Linked DNA regions of Mus musculus: region 1 is linked to region 2. The links are chromatin contacts, called in public Hi-C maps. All regions are on one chromosome and are shown on one strand. The core of a region is the stretch at or near the end of the contact, and the rest is flanking DNA. Distances in the headings are between cores, read along the strand shown. Region 1 has its middle 31 kb from the start of Gm46023. Region 2 has its middle 24 kb from the start of Ccnd1.

Region 1 (6,258 bases), core at 2,854-5,353, 130 kb before region 2:
GTGAACAGTGGCGCTCATCCTGGCATAAGTTCTGCCTTCCCATCTCTGTCCTGGTCATTGATGACTGACACCCAAACCAGCAGATCCCACTCGTCCCAAGACCCAAACGAGGCTGCTGACACTGTGCCTCCCACAGACATGGTCTTCTCCAAGGACGAAGACATCAGGAGCTCTCTCTGTGTCTGAGGCCTGAAGGCTGGACTCAGGCGAGCCTCTGCTGAGGGACTTGGGAGGGCACTGGTCCCAGCAGCTTCTAGATCCGGCTGCATGCCCTGAGCTGACAGCTGCCTGCAGGCTCTGTGCACAAGGTCTTGTTAGACAGGAAGTACCTCGTTCCAGCTGGCATGCCCTCATAGAACAGTCCAGGCTTTGTAAGGGTGGACAGCTGGGGCAGGGGGAGCTATGGGGGGAAGGCCTATGACATCTGCCAGTGGGTGGAGGAGTGAGGGTCCTCCCAAAACGTGGAGCACCTCAAGGGACTGGGGAGGTGTGAGGTGTGACTGGAGAAGGGCCATGAAGAAGAGGGGACTGTACACAGAGAAGGGAGAGAGGCCGGACCTCCAGTGTCTCAGCTCTCCAATACAGCAAAAGAACACTTTCACATAAGACAGCCATGAAAGCCACCACCCGATCATAGATTTCTATTCCTGCACAAAACATAACAACCAAGAAGCAAGTTTGGGAGGAAAGGGTTTATTTAGCTTACACTTTCCACACTGCTATTCATCACCAATGGAAGTCAGGACTGGAACTCAAGCAGGTTAGGAAGCAGGAGCTGATGCAGAGGACATGGAGGGATGTAACTTACTGGCTCATCTATCTGTCACCCATCCATCCATCAATCATCTATACTTATCTATCATTCACTACCTATCCATCATCTATACCATTTATCTGCCTATCCATTTATCATCCATCCACCCATCATCTATCCATCATTCATCTATCATCTATCCATTCATGCACATATGATCTATATCCATCCATCCACCCACCCATCCATCCATCCACTCACCCATCCATCCATCCACCCATCTACCTGTCCATCCATCATCTTTATCCATCAGTTCATGTATCCACCACTACCTATCCATCTTTAATCCATCCCTTACTTACTCACCTTCTAGTCATACATATGTACACCATCTATTCAGTCATCCATCCATCCATCCAACACATTTATGCAAGGTTGCCTCCTCTGCTAGGCTTCAGATAATCAAATATCATCAAACTGCCTTTGCCCCACCATGGCATGCACAGTGTGTACATTTGAAAGAGAGTGGCTGACAGAAGATAAATCTCCATGTTGCTTCAATGAAGGCTGGAAACTAAGAAGGTGTGGGCCAAGTTCTGGGTGTCCCAGTGACTCATCCCAAGTCTCTGGTTATCATTTTAAAAGCAATGGTGAAGTAGGTAAATCACAAACTGCTATAATATTGGATATGATGATGTCACAGGGCATTCAGCACAGATATTACTTAATAATGGTCACCAGAATTATAATATTGCCATTGTTGTTACTAATATTAACTGTCTGGGATGAGAGTAGGTAGTTTGGAGATGATGCCGTCTCAGAATGGGGCAAATGAGGTTAGGCCTTGTGGTGTGAGTAGGAGTTTACCAGGTACTGACCATGAGTACTAACAGTGCCCACTCATTTCCATCTCTACAGCAGACTTCTCAGCCCATGCTTCCTCCGTTTCTATGTAGACCAGCTCTACCCTTGCCTCTTCCAGGAAGATTCTCATCAACTCCATCACACTCTTTCCTCTTGCCCTAGCATACTGACCAGACCTCACCTGGGACCCTCACGCCCCCACCATGAGCTTTATATAATGTCAGCTACTTTTCAGAGTGGTGCATAATCTTGACTCTCTCACAGTGGCTCTGGAATGTGTGGACCTACTATTTAAGAGCAAGAACAGCCTTCTGGGGTGTGGTCTGATCTTCCCACTGGGGTGGCATAGTTCCTACCTGGACCAACTCATGCTGTGGAGAAATGAGGCAAAGAGAGGACAAGGCTGGGGGTCAGGTGGATGTGTGGGTGAATGAGTAGACATTTGCTGTGTGGACAGATGAGTCAATAAGGAGGTATGTGTTGGTTGTTTGGATGGACGAATGAATGGGTGAATGGAAGATGGGATATTGATGGATGGGTGGATGCTAATTGGTTGGACAGGTAAATGATAGAAGGGAGGATGGTTGAGTGGGTGGATGGGTAGATGTTGATTGGATAGATGGAAGGGCGGCCAGATGTTGGTTGGATGGAGGGATAGATGCACATATAGGTGGGGAATGGGTAGACTCAGGGGTGTGCGAATATGTAGTTAGATGGACCAGGTAGAGTGTGGATGCATGGGGGACAGATAGCATGGGTAACTATTGGATGGATGGACAAAGGATGGTGAACAAAAAAGGCTAAGGGGACACATGGCTGACGAGTAGACAGATGATGAGAGAATGACCAGCAGGTAATTAACCAGAACATTAAATAAGAGGTTCAGAATCTGGAGTTGGGGCACTGTATTGGCCCACTCAAATGAAGTCAGTCACCCATCAATGATTCCAAGTGTGTGTCTGTCAGAAATTGTGTGAGGTCCTGGGGCCACCTCTAAGAACCAGGCACCGTCCATGTCCCCCTGGGGCTTGGGCTGTAGCTAAAAAGCTGAATAATGTACAGAAACGCAACGGTGCATTCAAAGGGACACTGCTTGCAGGTCTGATGGAGCCGCCAGGCTGGGATGCTTCAGTTACAGGAGATGGGGAGTGGCTTTGCCTTAGTTAACAGTAAAGCCTGAATGAGAGGCAGCCAGCTACATGAAAGTCTGGGGAACACACAAGAACGACAGACACGGAGGCCCTGAGGCGGGGACGAAGTTGGGCTTACTCACTTTAAAAGGCTTTATTGCACCTCAGACAGAATCAGAGTAGGGAGTTGAAGTCTGAGATGACAGTCAGATATGGGACAGGGACTCAGGGCTTCATAGGCCATTTAAGACACAGATCGGTCTCACTGGGAGGTAGAGAACTCGGGGCTGACTTGTGGCTTGGCTGTGGTGGGACCAGGAGAGAAGGGCAGCGATTCCCCAGTGTTTGAGCAGCTGGAAGAACAGTCATTCCTAGGGATGGAGGAGACAGGCTTGGGAAGCAGGTGACTCAGCCTGGATAAGGAGCCAGCAGGCTCTGGATCTGAGCCCAGGTCTGGAACCCCAGTCCTTTAGTCCCCCAGATTGTCTTGGTTAGTCTCTTCACTTCTAAGATCTCTGCACCTTCACCGGAAGGTGAAGCTTTGGGTTGCAGTGGCCCGGTGCTCCTTTCTTTAGTGGCATCCATACCCGCACATCGAACTTCCGTAATAAACTTCCAGTCAGAAAGACTGCTGTTGCTATGGTAATAGCACTGTTGATTGATGTGGATATGAGGCTTATTTTTAATGGTGAGAGAAGTAGGAGTGTGTGAGTTGTGTCGGTATGACAGTGATGATGGGTGGTGACAGTTAACGTAGTGGTGGATCTGACAGAGGAGGTGTTGGCGGTCCCGGGTATGGTGATAGCGCCCTTTGGATGGTGACAGTGATGAGGGGATGGTGATGATGCTGGTGCTGTTGGTAGTAGTAATGGCAGTGATTAATAGTGGTATGGATGATGGTGATGGTTTTGGTGGTGATGCTGCTGATGGTGGTAGTGGTGATGACAGTATCGGTGGTGGTGGTGGCAGTGGCAGATGTCAGTAACTGAGACAGATATGCACAGTGACACCTCACACGTGACATGAGGGTGAAGTAGTGAAAGGCAACCTGAGGTTGGGTTCAGAGTCATGATCCCTTTCTGCTCTACCTAGGAACCTGCTTGCTCTCGTCTACGTCTCTCCAAAGCTGCAGTATCTGAGTGTGCTCTCCCTTCTGGACACACCGAGGATCACAGTTACTGAAACTTGGAGTCTCTGGAATTGATCTAGGACTTGAAGGTCTTTGCTTCCCATGGCCACCGTGGCATCTGTGATCTTTGGTGGCGCTGGCTCTGACCTTCCTCCATGACAACATCTTCTTTGAAGAACCGTGTGCCTTTTTCAGTTCTCATAGTGTGGTTTGGAGGGACTGGCAGTGTGAGGACTCTTCTCTGACCACAGTCACAGTGGGGTAGGCATGTGACACAAGCTGACCAAGAGTCTCCCTGTGACTTTTCCTACCCAGCCAGCAGGGGGAGCTGTCACTTGGCTCAAGAGACAAGGGTGACAACTGTCACCTTTCTTATCCCGAAGGGTGCCTGTCTGCAACTGAGGACACCAAGAGAAGCAGAGACACAAACAATGAAGGAAGCTGTGGAGACAGAGGTAGTGTGGACGAAGACGGTCAAGGAATGGTTGCAGAGAGAAGTCAGTGGCTGTGTTTGAGCACCTAGATCCAGCTGTGCCTGAAGATGACAGGATACATCCATCCTGAAGCTCTGAGTCTTAGGAGCCACATGACAGTCTCTGGTAGTGAGCTGAGTCCATGTGTTTTGCATCAGTTCCCAGTGGCTGACCTCCTCCAGCTCCTAAGACCCCAGAACCTTCCTAAGAAAACAAACTTATGACAGGGCTAAATTCTCAGTTTGGGGACAAAAGATTCCTGTCTAGTCAGACCCAAATATGGCTCCTTTGCATCTTCTTTGCTAGGAACAGACTGGGACTGACCCAGCTCCAGCCAATGCTACCCAACCCCCACCATGGACACCACAGCAGCAGCCCTGCTAGGATAGCTTCTTTTCATTTTACAAAATCTCACAACTAGTTAAACCAATACAGGATGGCAGGGGCAGGAGAAAGATGTCACCTGATGGCTATCCTGATGTCAGAGAGAAACCCAAGAGACCCAGCAACCTACTCCTCAGACTTCTTGAGGTGCATGCCTTCTGTTTCCTGCCCGTGAAATGATAACTTAGGGCTTTGTTGGCCACCAATACATTCTAGAACCTTCCTGGATGAGTGTGGTGGCTGCTTCCGTGTTGCCCATAGCTTGATGTGCCCCAAGCTGTATCTGTAGGCCATTCCCTACTTCCTGTTATGAGATACAACCCAGGAGAACTGTGCCAGGAATACCTCAGAGTTGTGACACATTCAAATTTGAGAATGATCAGAGAAGAAACACTGTACTTATTTTTGACATTGTGCACAGGTGACTTGCTGCACTGTGTGTGTGTGTGTGTGTGTGTGTGTGTGTGTGTGTGTGTGTGTGTGTGTAGGGGGGTGGCTATCACGGAGGCAAGGACTACAGACATTATACGAGCTCTGCATTTTCATGCTCTCTGAGACATTGTGAGCCACCTGGGTAGATGGTGACAAGGCCCATATTGGTGACAACACAGATTTTATGTATTTCTAAAGAAATCAGGAGGCTGGAGGGATGGCCCAGCTGTAAAACTACTTGCTGCTTTTGTAGATGACCCGAGTTCAGTTCTCAACATTGACCTTCAGTGGTTCACAACCACCTGTAACTCCTGATGCAGAAGATCTGATGCCTCCTTCTGGACTCTGAAGATACCTACACACACACACACACACACACACACACACACACACACACACACACACAATCTTTGAAAAAGAAGAAATGGAGATGGGAGGCAGCTGAGGAAAGGCAGGTGGCTTCGTTAAGGTGGCCAGCCATGTGGCTTGCCAGGGACTTTCCTGATTGGTTTTGTCATTGAAAGTCCCCATGGTGGGAACTATTGCTTGGGAAAACCAGGACAGTGGGTCACCCACTGCCCTACCTTCCGGGGCATGTCCCCCAAGGGCTGTGTCACCTCTGGCACGTCCTGTGCCTACTTCTAGGACATTTGCTTCCAGGCTGCCTCCCACACTGGCTTCTGGGAAAGTGTTTGCCTAGCAGAGCCCAGTCTGACACCCTCAGGCTTAGCCTGTAGCTCCCAAGGGCTGGCAGCACACTCTGGCCCCAGGTCCCCCATGTCCTGGAAAGAAGGGGAACCAGAACCCATTCCCACGAGCTGGCTCTTCTGTGACCACCTGGGGAGACTGGGAAGAAGTATTGGGAGATACTGGAGGCTACACCTTCCCGTCCCTTGCTGCAAAAGAGGAAACTGAGGCACAAGGCAGGGAGTGTCATGCCCAGCATGTGGCTCTGAGGAACTGGAATTCCTGTCACCCTGATCCATATATCCCCCTCCCCATGCTGTACATGGGGACAACAGTAGACTACCTCAGGAAAAACCCCAGCCACTATGCTGCTGGTTTCTTAGGCCTGTGTCAGTCCAACCAGTG
Region 2 (6,511 bases), core at 2,186-4,685:
TGAGGCAGATGACCTCACACAAATGTTAGGATCTGCTGCCTGCACCCCAGCACCTGCTGTTCCCTCTAAGACTGAAGGAACTCATATCAAAAGTATCCAGACACAGCTTTGGGGCTGGGTCTTGGGCAGAGTGTTTGTCTGGCATGTCTGAAGTCCTGGGTTGCATCTCTGTGCCCCATAAACCAAGTGTGGTGGTGCAGCAGGGGGAACAGGAACCCAAGGTCATCCACTGCAACATAGAGAAGTCAAGGCCAGCTACAGAAGACCTTGACTTTAAAAAAATATATTCAGATTTAAAACCAGCAACTGTACAGGTTACAGAAATCTCCTTCTCTTTTATTCTGCGATGACTCAGTGGAGTCACATCAGTTGCTTGGTATGGTGGAGTTCAGGATAGCCAGGGTCACATAGCGAGACCAAAAAGAAAAAAAAAATGTTATTCAGAAATGACTTATAATAAGCTTGCACACTAGGTATTTGGTTTTCTGGTGGTGGTGGTATGGTGGTGTCTAAGAACTCACCTCCTATGGACACCATGGGAGGAGCAGCCCCTAAGAGAGAAAAGATGTTGGGTTTTTTTGTTTGTTTGTTTTTTGCTTTTTTTTTTTAAATTTTCAACATATCAGAGTGAGATAGCCAGCAAACACTCCATCAGCAAGGCATTGTTTCCAGTCTTAAGAATAATATTCTTGCCTGGGATAGCTCACTTGCTCAAAAAGGCCCTAGGGTCCATCACCAGCACTCCAGTGATGATGATGATGAAGATGACTGTATTAGCCAGGATTCTCTAAAGTAACAGAACTTATAGAATGAACATAGATAGGTAGATAGGCAGATAGATAAATAGATAGATGATAGATAGATAGATAGATAGATAGATAGATAGATAGATAGATAGATAGATAATCTATTCAAATGACTTACAGGCAATGGTCCAGCTAATCCAGCAATGGCTGTCTACGAACAGGAAGTCCAGGAATCTAACAGTTGCTGAGTCCATGATGCTGGATGCCTCTATTGGTCTGCAGTATAAGCTGGAATCCCAAAGAAGTGTCTGTAATGAACTGAAGGAATGGACTTGCAAGCAAGGGACGGGCAAGCAAGCAAACAAAGAGCAAAAGCTTCCTTCTTTCATCTCCTTATATAGGCTCTCAGCAGAAGCTGTGGCCCAGATTAGAAGTGCATTAAAGATCTGAATTAAAGATGTGCCTTCCCACCTCAAAGATCCAGATCAGAAGTGAATCTTCCTACTTCAAATTAAGCAGAAATCCCTTGCAGTGTGCCCTCCATTTTGGAGTTTAAGTTAATTCCAGATGTAGTCAAGTTGACAACCAAGAATAGCCATGATGATGACGACAAAGCTGGGAATGTAGTTCAATTAGTAGAGTTCTTTCCAGGCATTCACGAAGACCTCAGCATTGTCACACCCCAGTGCCCCAGTCCATGTGTGTGTGCTGGAAATGTCCACTCCAGCTTCCTCCCCACCCCACGTTTACAGCCTGAAGACTGTTCCTCCCAAGATAAGCTAAAGCAGCCTTCTTGTTCACCTGTATAGAATAACCTTGCCTTCTCGTTCTTCTGTATGTGATAACCCCACCTTCTCCTTCAACCGTACAAAATAAATGCACTGAGCTTCCAGGTGCCCCAGCCTCCTCATCTGAGAGCCCTGACCAAGGGCTCCCAGGTCCCTGTGTTTGTTCTCTCTTCATACCCCTTGGTGCCTAGTGTCAGTCCCCGGGGCTATGCAAGACATGGCAGTGCCTCCCAGCACTAGGAGAGTAGAGCAAGGAGAGTTGGAAGTTCAAAGTCATCCTTGGATACATAAAAAGTTTGAAGCCAGCCTGGGGTATATGAGATCCTGTGCCATAATACTCATATAATAAGATAATGTACACAGAGTCAAAGTTCAACATCATTGAGCAGACAGGCATGTGCCAGTTCCTGGATTCAATTCCCCCAATAGAACACACATGAACTCTAGAATGGAGCGGAGACAGGGTCCTGTGCTTCTATGAGAGGAAGTCAAATACTGTAACTGATGGTGGCCATTTGTCATCTCTGGGTGGACACTCAATCACACACTCACATGACACACACCTCCACCACTCCATTCCCTGATGTCAACCCCCAGCACATGCTACACAAGGTAGATCATGATACAGCCCTGGCTTGCATGGGAGAAGCCTGGCCTGCGGCCTGGATGGGGGTTGGGGCACTGTCTGGAGAGTTCCCAACCCCTGCTGCCCATCACTAGGGGTTCCCAAACCTCACTCTCTGCTTAGGAGTCAAAGCGTTTTCTCGCTGCAGTGTGAGTCCTTTCCCCGGCCTGAAGAGTCTCACCGCCACCACAGAGAGCCCCTGGCTTCCATCCTGGACATCGGCCCTGTGCCCTGTCCCTGGATGTCATAGACCCTGTTCGACGTCCAGTCCTCTCAGCGCACCTTCTCCTTCCCACTGGGATCCTGTGCTATTTCCCTGACCCCCCAGCAGGCTGGTTCACATGCCCTCTGTGTCCCTCAGTGCCTGACCCCCAGGGAGCCCTCTGAATCATTATCTTATATCCTTGGTGGCTTCCTCACAGCTCATACTGGTCACCATGGGGGTGGCAGTGGCTGTCTGGATATTACCAGGGCTTTGGGCTGAGATTTCCCAGACTCCCTTCTTTCTGTGACCTCCTGACACAGCTATCTCTACTGCTGTGGTTCCCCCCTAGCCTCCTCCTCAGCCCCACAAGAGCATTTCCTAGCAGGCTTCAGGCCATGACACAAGGAAGGTCCATTTTAATGGCACCTACACAGGCCTGCCATCTTTGTCTTCTCGGAATAGACTTTCAGTGATGGGAGGCAGGGCCTGCCAACCCCTCTCATCCTCCGAGACACCACCAGGCTCTATTTTATGGGTCTGAAACCTTTGGCCTGATAGTTTGCTTTGTTTCAAAAAACTGCTTGCCAAACTATGTATGGGTGATTCCACATGAGAGGACCCGCCTTGCCCCTCCCTGTGGCTATCAGGCTGGGTTGGCACAAGGCCCTCCGAGACCTGGCCTCACCCAGGGTTGGGAGCTAACAGAAGTCTTACAAAAAGGCTTGATCTCCAGATGACAAGTTCACAGTTTCCTCCCAGGGCCCCTCAAAGTGGCAAAACCACAGCTGGATAGGAAAGGGATCCTGAGACTCAAAACAGTGCAGACATCTCCCTCCCTTCGTGGAGGGACCAACCAACCCTTCATGGAGGAACCCAACCAACAATGGTGCAAGGCCCAAACAACCTGAGAAAGACTCTGGCTTCCCCAGCAGCTGCTCAGGAAATGAATTTTAACCTGCAGGGTTCCTTGTGTCTCTAGTAAGTTTTCAGCTGATAGGAGTTCTCACAGTCCCAGCCTCTTTTCCCCCTCATTTCCTATGAAGAGCTTGTTGAAACTGGAACACTGAAGAGCTGAGTCAAATTCTCAAGTTAGCTCTGGATATTCAAAGGGCATGTTCAAGTTCTTCGCATGACCCAAGACTGAATCATCCTCACTTTGGCCTCTGCCCAGTACAGTAAACTTGCATACTGTGAAATTTAAAAAAAAAAATTCTGTAACAAGTTCTACATGCTAGAGAGATTTTAGCTGACCAGTGAGATATTTAAGGATCTGTAATATATAAAGAGCTCTTGAAAAGCATGACAAAAGGTTATGTTATAACAATATATTATGTAATAATATATTGAAAAATAATATATTAACTTATACACACACTCACACATACACACACACACACACACACATATATGGAGAGAGAGAGCAACTTCAGCACTAATTAAAGAACACAAATTGAAATGTCCCAAGGACTTTTGCTTTTGGTTTTGATTTATCTATCAGATTGGCAAAGACATAAAAAGTTGGCATCATTGGTATCACTGATGGCTAGCAAGAACTTATATGGGCTCAGCAGGAGGGGTGGAGACCAGGTGGATAGGCTGATCAGAGTCTAAATCTCAGACCCTCTGTGATAACAGTTACTTACAAAGAGATAAGCTCATAAAAAAACAAAATGAACAAGGGCGTAAAGGAAGAAAGGATGGGTATTTATCCCCACACTCTTCCTAACAGTAAAGTTTAAAGCTGGGTGTGGTGGCACACACCTGCAGTCCCAGCCATTGGTAGATTGAGGAAGGGGAATCAGGGGTTCAAAGCCAGCCTCTGCTACAGAGTTCAAAGAAGATTTGGAGTGTGTCTGTGTGTGTGTTTGTGTGTGTGTCTGTGTGTGTGTGTGTGTATGTGTGTGTGTGTGTGTGTGTGAGAGAGAGAGAGAGAGAGAGAGAGAGAGAGAGAGAAAGAGAGAGAATGTGAGGGGATTAAAAACACCTTCGTTGCCCTCCAAGCCCAGAGGGATCCACAGACACTGCTTTAAATAGTTCTCATTTCCCGTTCAAAGCTCTTTCAGGCATAGATGAGACAAAAGAATATTTTTTTATTTTATTTATGGGGAGGGGGTTGGACCATGTGCTGTGATGTGTGGCGGTCAGAGGGCAAGTTGTGTGGGCTGATTCTCTCCTTCCACCATGTGGATTCCAGGGATAGAATGTGGGGTCTTAGGTTAGGTGGCAAACACCTTTACCAGTTGAGCCATCTCCCCTATCCTGGCAAAAAAGTAAGATAATTTTATAAACAAAGTGCAACATTGATCTCCAAACTTGACAAAAACTTTAGATAAATTGTTCAATGATTTATCTTATTTGTGATTGTGTATACGAGTGTATGGGTGTGTGCACATGAGCAGAGGTGCCCTCAGAGACCAGAGTGTGGGATCCCCTGGAGCTGGTGTTTCAGGCAATTGTGAGTGGCCAGAATTGTACGTCAGAACCCAACTCCCGTCCTTTGGAAGAACAGCAAGCACTCTTAAATACTGCTGACTTATCTGCAGCCCAAGACATATCTCTTTTTTCTGAATCTCAAAAGAGAAATTCAAATAAAATATAAGCAGGTTGAATTAAGATGCCCAGGAAAACTGAGCAGGCTTCAAAGCACCAAGGAGCTTGTGACTCGAGTGCACCAAAGGTTTGCTCCAGGATGGTCAAAGTTTCGATAATGGGGATAGCATTTCGCAGAATCCCTGGGAGACCAATGAAGAGACAGAGATGACTCTGAGGTAACCACCCAGCCTCATGCATACTATGTTAAAGGTTGAAATGTTGGCCGGGCGTGGTGGCGCATGCCTTTAATCCCAGCACTCGGGAGGCAGAGGCAGGCGGATTTCTGAGTTCGAGGCCGGCCTGGTCTACAAAGTGAGGTCCAGGACAGCCAGGGCTATACAGAGAAACCCTATCTTGAAAAACCAAAAAAAAAAAAAAAGGTTGAAATGTCAAAGGTGCCACCCCTGAAGTAGCAACAAGCCTTGACACCACTGTCATCCACCTCCATTAGAGGTGGTAGCAAATGCAATCAGACAAGACCAAGAAAGAAGATAAGACCTGGTGTGTGGGGCCATGTAGTGATGGCTCTGTAAGAGTTCTGGCTGCTCTTACAGAGGATCCAGGTTCGTTCAGTTCCCAGCACCCACATGGTAGCTCACATCTGCCTGTAGCTCCAGCCCTCAGGGAACTGACGCCCTCTTCTGACCTTTGAGGCACTGTGTTCAAGTGCACAAGGCCTCACACACAGACTCACCATTTTAAAAATTTAAAAGATTAGTACCATGGGACTGTCTCTGACCTGCCAGCTCCTGAATAATGAATGGCACAGAGACTTATATTTATTCAGGTAGCTCCAGCCTTAGCTCCAGCCATTTCCTTGACTTGCTCATATAATCTAATTAACCCGTTTATTGTAATCTAAACTCTGCCATGTGCGTCGCTTGCCATGTGTGTTGCTTTCCTCTGTCTCTGGCTGGGGAATCTCCCGTCTCTGACTCTTTCCCCAGAGTTTCTCTCTCTGTCTGGATGTCTCACCTTTCCTCTCCTACCCTGCCATAGGCCATTCTGTTCTTTATTAAAGCAATCAGAAGGTGATGAGAAGAATGTTTACAAAACACTGAGACAGGAGGTCTTCATAAAAATAACAATACCAAAGTCTGTAGTCATCTTTCTTCAGGTACAGAAATCAGCACTTTATACAGGGCACAGGAGATTATATCAACCAACTGGGGCTGGTGAGATGGTTTACAGGGTAAAGACATCTGCCACTAAGCCTGATGAAATCTCTAGGATCTCATGGTAAAGGGAAAAAATCAATTCCAGCAAGTTGTCTGCAGACCTCTACAAGTGTGGCTCACCACACCAGGGCAGGCAGTAGCAGTAGACCCCTCTAACCCCAGCACTGGGAAGGCAGAGGAGGCAGACCCCTGTGAGTCTGAGGTCATCCTGGGCTACAGAGTGAGCTTCAGGCCAGCCAGAGTGACATAGTGAGCCTTTATCTGAAAGTAAGTCAATGGAATGGAAGTCTGGGAGGAGGACAGGGGATGGGGATGAAATAATTGTCTACAAGTGACAGGACACCCCAGCAGCCTGTGGGAAATCTAGGAGAAGCCTG

The links. A called contact is a pair of places that touch in the nucleus more often than the background predicts.
Region 1: a Hi-C map of bone marrow-derived macrophages shows a contact between it and region 2, with 60 read pairs. The contact joins two enhancer-like sites. A contact is called at or near these places in 7 of 484 Hi-C or Micro-C datasets (ECoMG-derived neutrophils, bone marrow-derived macrophages, double positive thymocytes and 3 more) and 4 of 115 datasets of contacts at active chromatin or transcription factors (the HPC-7 cell line, embryonic fibroblasts, embryonic stem cells and 1 more).

What each region holds. Positions count from the first base shown.
Region 1 is chr7:145,096,461-145,102,718 of GRCm38.p6, reverse strand. No RefSeq gene overlaps it. Among named protein-coding and RNA genes, the nearest start is that of Gm46023, 31 kb to the right of the region's middle. Within about 2 kb of position 4,103, at least 13 of the 459 cell types and tissues checked have an H3K27ac peak or open chromatin away from gene starts, as enhancers often do. A contact at or near this core is called in bone marrow-derived macrophages and pancreatic cancer cells, where this site is marked.
Region 2 is chr7:144,961,060-144,967,570 of GRCm38.p6, reverse strand. No RefSeq gene overlaps it. Among named protein-coding and RNA genes, the nearest start is that of Ccnd1, 24 kb to the right of the region's middle. Within about 2 kb of position 3,435, at least 51 of the 459 cell types and tissues checked have an H3K27ac peak or open chromatin away from gene starts, as enhancers often do. A contact at or near this core is called in bone marrow-derived macrophages and pancreatic cancer cells, where this site is marked.